Regions from separate parts of the Mus musculus genome. Here all the other regions are linked to region 3. Evidence: chromatin contacts called from public promoter capture Hi-C data. All regions are on one chromosome and are shown on one strand. The core of a region is the stretch at or near the end of the contact, and the rest is flanking DNA. Distances in the headings are between cores, read along the strand shown.

Evidence for each region. Promoter capture Hi-C pulls out the DNA fragments that hold promoters and counts their contacts. Capture Hi-C pulls out chosen DNA fragments and counts their contacts.
Region 1: a promoter capture Hi-C map of hematopoietic stem and progenitor cells shows a contact between it and region 3, with 4 times the contacts expected there. The contact joins the enhancer-like site here to the promoter of Esyt3 in region 3. A contact is called at or near these places in 10 of 39 promoter capture datasets (the C10 cell line, the HPC-7 cell line, the SN4741 cell line and 6 more), 1 of 15 datasets of contacts at CTCF or cohesin (the NIH/3T3 cell line), 4 of 484 Hi-C or Micro-C datasets (the F1.1 cell line, cochlea, nephron progenitors and 1 more), 4 of 115 datasets of contacts at active chromatin or transcription factors (differentiating embryonic stem cells, embryonic forebrain, embryonic stem cells and 1 more) and 3 of 9 other capture datasets (adipose tissue, liver and pancreatic islet).
Region 2: a contact with region 3 is called in a promoter capture Hi-C map of liver. The contact joins the promoter of Dzip1l here to the promoter of Esyt3 in region 3. A contact is called at or near these places in 1 of 39 promoter capture datasets (HPC-7-derived erythroid cells), 1 of 115 datasets of contacts at active chromatin or transcription factors (pancreatic cancer cells) and 2 of 9 other capture datasets (liver and pancreatic islet).

Annotation. Positions count from the first base shown.
Region 1 is chr9:99,080,250-99,082,949 of GRCm38.p6, forward strand. All of the region lies in intron 8 of Pik3cb (phosphatidylinositol-4,5-bisphosphate 3-kinase catalytic subunit beta), which reads right to left. Among named protein-coding and RNA genes, the nearest start is that of Gm1123, 46 kb to the left of the region's middle. Within about 2 kb of position 1,267, at least 21 of the 459 cell types and tissues checked have an H3K27ac peak or open chromatin away from gene starts, as enhancers often do. A contact at or near this core is called in hematopoietic stem and progenitor cells, where this site is marked.
Region 2 is chr9:99,628,168-99,630,867 of GRCm38.p6, forward strand. Dzip1l (DAZ interacting protein 1-like) reads left to right here and starts at 1,364. Exons shown (of 16, transcript NM_028258.4): 1 at 1,364-1,502.
Region 3 is chr9:99,357,234-99,359,933 of GRCm38.p6, forward strand. It overlaps Esyt3 (extended synaptotagmin-like protein 3), which reads right to left and starts at 1,297. Exons shown (of 23, transcript NM_177775.3): 1 at 818-1,297. The coding sequence starts at 1,156.

The sequences.
Region 1 (2,700 bases), core at 17-2,516, 280 kb before region 3:
CCATGTGAACTACGAGCTAAGAATTTTTGTTGTTGTTTTTAAATTAAATTTTATATGTGTAGATGTTTGCCTGCACATAAGTCTGTGTGTCCCCTGGAATTAGAGTCACAAGTGGTTATTAGCTGCTATCTAGGTGCTGGAAATTGAACCCTGGCATTCTGGAACAGCAGGCAGTTTTCTTTTTCTTTTTTCTTTTTTTTTAAGATCTATCTATCTATCTATCTATCTATCTATCTATCTATCTAGTATATGTGTGTATACTGTAGTTCTCTTCATCTATCTATCTATCTATCTATCTATCTATCTATCTATCTATCTATCTATCTATCTATTATATGTGTGTACACTGTAGCTGTCTTCAGACACTCCAGAAGAGGGCATCAGATTTTTGTTACAGATGGTTGTGAGTCACCATGTGGTTGCTGGGATTTGAACTCAGGACCTTTGGAAGAGCCGTCTCCCCAGCCCGCAGGCAGTTTTCTTAACCACTGAGCCATCTCTCCAGCTACTATAGTTTTGTTGTTTGAATTCATATACATGAGTGTATTTCCTTGTACACATGTAAGCACACTGTATGACTGTCAGGTGTTTGCAGAGGCCAAAAGAGGGCACCAAATCCCCTGGAATGCAGTTAAGACAGTCATGAGCTGCCATATGGGGTCTGGGAACCAAAGCTGAGTCCTGTAAAAGAGCAGGTAGTACTCTTAACTGCTGCACCAACTCCACACCTACCTTGTTAGAGAACTTTGATTAAGAGTTCAAAGTAGACATGAATAATTAATCCCTGGCCACTGGTCATTACATTGGTCTCTAGTCTCTTGCCTAATCTTGTGGTCATCAAGTGAGACCAGGATTTAGCCCACATTAGTGGTTCCTCTGATAACTAGCCCTTATCCTAGAGCTATGTAGGGTTAGGGGCTTTTTAGCTACTGGTAAACTCATTAATTTAAAAACAATATCAACAGAACAAGATGAAACTCTTCAACCACTACACAGACACGAAGAGTTTTGGAAGTTCTCTCAGAACTAGGGACTGGGTCAATTTGTATACTAAAAGATCCTCCAGTCAGATACAGTGATGCTCTCATGATTCCAGCACTTGAGATGTGACAGAGGGAAGAACGAGTTTTCAAAGCCAGCCTGTGCTACATATCCTACCCTCACACTGGCCAACTTGCTCACCATAATTAGGATTCTCCTGTCATTCAGGAAATGACACAGGCTTTGCAAGCTCTGTGCCAGAGACCACATTTTAATTTGTTACATCACAATCTGTCAAGGGAAGCTTTGCTCTGACTTAGAGAGGAAAACTACCCAGGCATGCGGTGGTGGTGATGATGGCTACATTAAATGTGCAAACTCACCACACAAAGTATTTAGTGTCCCAGACAATAAAGAAGGAAGACAAACGGACAGAGCTTATCTTGCTACTTACACATATTTTAATTGATTAGGATTGCCACATCACAAGGCTAGGAGGTACTGTGATGAATGCCTACATGTAATGCAGAATCCGCCCGTGTCAGGTTAGGGTACCACAGCAGCCTCTGGAAGCTGCACGCTGAGACCCTTTGCCAATATGAAAAGGTTCCCATGACTACGTCTTTAGGTGGTGTGGTGTTTCTGAACTGTGCCCTTCTCTTTCCTTCCTGAGACCCAGACTATGATCCTGTCAGACCTCCTGGAACTGCCTCACTGTGGGCCCTTGAAACCCACAGCACTCTGCACATCACTCTTGGTTCTCCTCTTTAAGTTTACTAACACTTCCTTCTTGACGCCATTCTGCAACCAAATCAGTTAATTTGTACATAATATACTGTAATCTTTAGGTCTGGGAATTTTAGATTGTTTCCAATATCCCAGGAAAATTGAAGTCTAGAATTCAACTTACTATGCATTGGAAAATGACCTTCAATTCTTGATTATCTGCCTCTACCCCCCCAAGTACTAGGACTATAGACAAGAGCCACCCTGCCTCTTAGCTTCTTGATTCCGGTCTTTGTGTTTGGGGAGCTGTTAGGCTCTATAGCCCAGGCTAGCCTGGGTATCATCCTGCCTCCTCTCTCAAGTAATGGGATCATACGAGTGTGTCGTCATTCAGTTTAGCTTTGGTTTCTCAGCTGAGACTTCCGTCCTTTACATATTCTGTCTCTGTGACACCTGCATCACGTCAGCATTCCATTTGATGACTGTCACTGACCATACAACCTGGAGTTTTCTTGGTTTTTTGTACGCCAAGTGTTTCTCAATTGTACCTCAGACAGTCTATTAGTAATGAAATGCTGGGTTGTGTGCACATCCAGTGCAGAGCCCTGCCTTTTTATCTGAGGCACCTCAATGAGCCTTCTCAGTCACTTACAGCTCCAATACTTCAGTGCTTGTGTAGGGCTACTGCGCATGTGCACATACCAACCAGTCTGAGAATGAAGGCAGAGGTCCTCACATGCACAGTCAAGGAATAAGATGAACAGCATATGAAAGTTAACTGTACTTTCCAAACTCCACTTATTCTGTAATCTTACAAGTAATTTACTGTAACTCCAGGATCTTTCTCATCCAACCAGAAAGTTGGGGTTTTATACATGTGTACTTTGTGCAAGCTACGCTAAGCATTTTCTGTTCACAAAAAGCAGGAAGAAAGGGGTGTGATGATGTAGCATACTCTTGGGATTACAGCACCTCTAATGGAAAGAAAACTAG
Region 2 (2,700 bases), core at 114-2,613, 270 kb after region 3:
TAAATGGACTAAGACAAATCTGGTCCATGTAATAACACATGCCAGTATTTCCTTCCTCATTAAGGGTGAATGATATTCCATTGTATGTGTAAGCCACGTGTTCTTAGCCAATCAGCTGCCCATGGGCGCTTGGATTACTTCCACATTTTGGCTGTTGTAAATAATGTTATTATTTTATTGTACATTGTGTGTGTGTGCGCGCACGCACATATCTGTATATACAGATGTCAGAGGACAAGTTTCAGGAGTTGTTTCCTTCCACGGTGTGGGTTACAGGAATCCAATCCAGGATATCCGACTTGATGACAAAGCCCTTTACCTGCTGAGCCATTTTGACAGCTCATTAAATACAAGTGTCCAAGAGTTTGTTTGGGGTCTTGCTTTAAGCTTCTTTGGATATAGATCTAGACATGTGCCTTATTTATTATTCTGTTGCTGAGAAGAGACCCCATGACCAAGGTAACTCTTATGAAAAAGAAAAGTACTTAACTGGAGGCTTGCTTACAGTATCAGAGGCTTAGTCCATTTATCATAATTGCAGGGAGTATGGTAGCAGGCAGGCCTGGTGTTGGAGAAATAGTTAAGAGTTACATCCTGACCCACCTGACCCGTAAGGGTGGGCGAAGACTGGGTCTGACATGGGCGTTTTGAAACCTCAAAGCCCACCTCCAGTGTCACACTTTCTCCAACAAGGCTATACCTCCTAATCCTTGTAATATTTTCAAATAGTGCTGAATCATGGCAAACCATTTTGTTTCCCACAGTGGCAGTACCATTTTGAATTCCCATCAATAACGCACAGAAATTTGAGTTTCTCCCCACCCTTGGCAACGTTTATTCCTAGGGCTTTTGTCCTTGCTGTCCCCAAGATGCAGAGCTTGGCATTTTGAAGCTGTGTTGAGAGAAAGGCCCTAAGATACAACAAACCCTCCCAGAACTTAAAGTCACGAGATGAGAGTCCCAACGAGAGGGGGCAGGGATCTATAATCAGGAGAGAAAATATAATACCCCCAACTCCTGCCGGAGCTTTCTGGGCAACGTTAATGGATAAGGGATCTGAAAGGTGATTGCCATCTGATCAAATTGGAGCACACCTATGGGTCTCCTAATGTGGCTCAGGTCAAATTCCTTTAATTTTGCGGGCTTGCCAACAGTCGCTGCATCCTGCCATGTGAAGTGAAGGGATGGTGACAGAGTCTGTCCTGCCGCTCATCAAGGCCTGGGAACTTGGATGCTGGATTTCCTTAACGAATTCAAAGCAGCACTCCCTCCTTCCCCCCAACCCCCCTCCCTTGCAACTCTAAAAATAGCTGTTCCCGGGCTCTGGGGAGAGGCTCCGCCTCTGCTGTGGGTGGATGGGCTGGGGGTAGGGGTTGGGGTGGGAAGCACCGCAGACCCCAGGCCTGAGCTACTGGCGGGGAGAGACGCGTAGGGTCCGCGCGGCTGGCAGCATCCTCGGGCTGCACTGTAGGAGATGGAGTGAGTCTGGACTTGCGGATGGGGTGAGTCGGGACGTGGGAACCTCTAAGACCTCCAGTCGCCGGCCCTTGTTCCGGGTGACCCCCAGACTGCCACAGGCCTCCCAGGAAAACTATGTCTGGAATCCAGCGGGGAGCCGCCGGAGGGAGCGCGGTTCCAGGCGGAGCTACTTGGCCGCTGCGCGCGCAGGTTAAACATTAGTGGCTGCGGTAGCCAAGCGAGGAAAGGAGCTGCGTGGTCGAGGGTGCTTCACGACGTCCCGCTCCCTGTGCCTCCATCCCTTTATCCCAGCGGCTTCGGATTGTGCAGGACTGAGGTACCCTGCGGGGGGGAAGAGCTCGCATGCCAGGAGACACGGAGGCGCGGAATGGGGGATGTCTGACACCCAACCCTCGGCGTTTTCAGGAGTGTGGTCTTGGGAAATGCAGTTTTTGAAAACAGTAAAGCGATCTAAGGGACTGCAGATCCGAGTTCTGTGGGAAGTGGGGTTCGGTTACTAACGAGATGATTTTTAAATAAAGATTGGCGTGTCTAGGTTCCTCCGCTTCCGGTCCCGGGCTGAAGTTTAACGGGAGCACAGACTTAGGGGTGGATGAGAGTAGAAGTCCACAGGGCAAGTGTGTACCAGGCAGGATCAGAGGACAGGGCCTGGTAGAATTGCCTTCACAACGGTCCTGAAGGGCCCAGGGCCGGTGCTGTCCTGGCCATGTCTCCAGGAATTGGTTTCTAACAGGATTAGGCCTAGGGAGTGTGAGATGTTCCAACCCTGCTCTCCCATCTGTCTGTAAGTGTTCAGCAAGATGGTCACTTCCTTCCCCAAGGTGTGGTCTGGCAGGGGAAAACTACCCTGCTCAGAGAAGGTTGTCTGTCTGTCTGCTTGCTCCCTCCTGTGGAAATGGTTTTAGATCATTAAAGTACAGAACCTTCCTAATGCTGCAGGCCTTTAATACAGTTCCTCATGTTATAGTGATTCCCCCAGCCATAAAGTTATTTCATTCTGCTTCATAACTGTAATGTCGTTACGGTTATGAATTGTTAATGTAAATATCGGACATGAAAAATACCTGAGATTCCTCGGGGGTCGCGACCCACAGGTTGAGAACCACTGTTTTAGCTGCATGCCTTAAATTGAGAACAGAAATCTTGTGCATTTGGGAGCTGAACTTCTTTTGTTTGTGCCACTCAGAACACTTCAGAGGAGAAGGGGAGCCCTTGGTAGGC
Region 3 (2,700 bases), core at 47-2,546:
AGGCAAGACTTAATTTCCAAATGAGATTAATAAGCCATGCTAACGTTCTCTTCTCAATCACAGACAGGTGTGATGCTCATAGATTCAGCTGCGTTTTAGAGTTCAGGCCACACGCAAAACATTCAAGCCAGCCGAAATTAGGAGTCTGGGGGGGCCTCCGCATATCTCCCCTGGGAGTCTGAGATACAAGATACTCAGGGAAGCAGAAGCCTCCAGCTCCAGGGGGCAGATCTGTCACACACTAACCCTCTGAAACGGACTCCTTTGGTCAATGTTTGCGAAACATCCAATCCTAAACGTCCTTGTTCCCCACCCGAGGAATTAAGCTGGGGGTACAGATTTTGTTTTTACGTGAACCAGGTGGGGTTCTCAGGACCAGATGCATTTGAGAAACCATAGCCATGCCAACCGCCACCAGGAAGCGGGTTTGTCTCTGGACTACGAGTGTGCACACGGCCCGCTCAAGCCCATGGCATAAGAAGGGAGAGGACAGTGGTCCACGCAGTATCCCGGCTTGCTCTGCGGAGCACTCCTGCCAGCTCTCGGCTGAAGGCGACCAGAGCCCTGTGCTCCTGTCACTGCTGTATGTGTCTATATACGTGTCACGCCCTTCGCTAGTTCTTAAATCAACAGGCGGGTGGAAGAAGCGCCCTGTTTCCTACGCGAGCAACTTTGCGGAGTCCTGGACGCCCAGTTTTGATCCTGGGTGTGTCCCACCTCCGACTCTTCTCTGAAGCCCGGCCCTTGCGTGAAGACCCGGGAGTACGCCCCAGCTCCCCCCTCGGAAACCCACAGCCCTCCGCCGGGCCCGGCTTACCCAGGCTGGCAAATGCTGGCCCCGCAGCTCACGGCTGATGAACTCGCGCTCGTGCTCCAGGAATTCGAAGGCGGCCTCCAAGCGCCCCAGCTTCCCGCGGCGGTTCCGGCGCCACCACATCCAGAGCAGGGCGCCAAGCAGCAGCCAGGTGACGCTGAGCCCCAGGTAGCCCGCCAGGTAGACCGGTGCCAGGTAGAAAAGGACGCGCGCCACGAAGCTGTAGAGCTCGGGCAGTAGCTGGCCCGACAGGCGCGGTCCGGGGTCCCGCGAGCGCTGGCCTCTCTCCGGGACGTCAGGACCGCCGGGCGCGCTCGGGGCGCAGGGCTCCTCCGGCTGCATCTCGCTGTCGCCGGCTTGTCCTCTCTAGAAGCTTCACCCCAGCTCAGGTTGGTGCACCCCCTATGCCGGCGCACATCTGTCCTCAAGGCACGAGGACTCCGCAGCCGCGCAGCTCCTGCTCCGCCAGCCTCTCCAAGCTCTGAGCTCGGGTTCTACCAGCTCCGGACTGCGGAGTCTGGGCATAAGGCCAGAGGGGTGGAGCTCTGGCAGGCAGGGAAATCCGGAAGTCTCCGCCACCAGGGGCGTGCCCAGGTGAAAAGGGGCGGGGTCAACCCGATGAGGCCTTGAGGGCATCCTGGGATCCCACTGTCTGGCATAAATGTCAACAGAAGGGGTGCAGTTGTCATTTGGGGTGAGCTAAGCGTTACTCTTCACATCAACCCAACACGGGTAAACATCACCTAAAACCTGTTCCTTACACACAGTATCATCTGGACTTTTTGCGGGGTGTCCTAGGCCAGCACTGCGTTGGATCTGACCCAAAGTCTGGGACCACTCCCAGCTGGTCCTTAAAGCCTTGCTTTTCTCTCTTAAACTATTTGTTACTTAAGCCATCTGGACCCAGCTCCCAGCACAGTCAAACTGAGCTTAGGGACCATTCTCTACCCCACCCCCACTCCCATCCTCAGCGTCATTTTAAAAACCCTGTCTGCAGGGGAGTTGGTCAGTGCCTTTCCTTTCTGGGACTGGGAGCGTCCAGGAAACCGGCCATCTTCACTCATAGTCATTTACTCTCTCTTGGTGCACCCAGAGAGGGCAAGCGACCTGCGAATGGAAAAAGAAAGAGGAAGCCAGCCTTGAGGTGCTTCGGAATCTATGAGCCTTCTGCTTTCGTGTCGCCCAGGCCGAACGATCAGACCAAGAGAAGCAAGGCTCCGTAAATTCAGACAGTGACTCACCTTGCGGATGGCACAGATTGTAGGCGCCTATACAGGAGATCACAGAAATGGACGGATGGTGAGACAGAGTCAAGAGGAGAACAGGCCTGATTTGGGGTAATTTCATTCTCTTTCCACAATCGTTGAAAGGCTTAGCCCCATGAACAATCAAAAGATGAGTGTGTTCTCTTTCTTGCACCCTTCCCCGCTTCCTATCTCTTCCTCTGGATAAAATTACTTGCTGCAAGGGGTTGGAGAGATGGCTCCTCGGCTAGAACTCTTACTGCTCAAGCAGAGGACACTAATTCAGGTCCCAGCACATACAAGAGGCTCGCCAAGTTCAAATAACTCCAGCTCCAGGGGATGGTCTTGGATACCACATTCATACATATAATTTTAAATTAAGAATAAATCTCCAAAAACTTATTTATCAGAGTAAGGTTTTACAACAATGGGAATGCTGCCGGAGGTCAGAATACCTGAATCTCCTTCCTCTGCTCTTGGTCATCTTCTTCTCAGGCTACCCTGGGATATCAACCACAAAGCCCCTCCTTCCAAGTGCCTTTGAAGAGTCCGCTGCATTCAAATCTTACTAAAGTTTCTGAGAAGTCCTACAGACAAAGGCTGGTAAACAGAATTTAACCCTATGTTGCTCTAATGATTCCC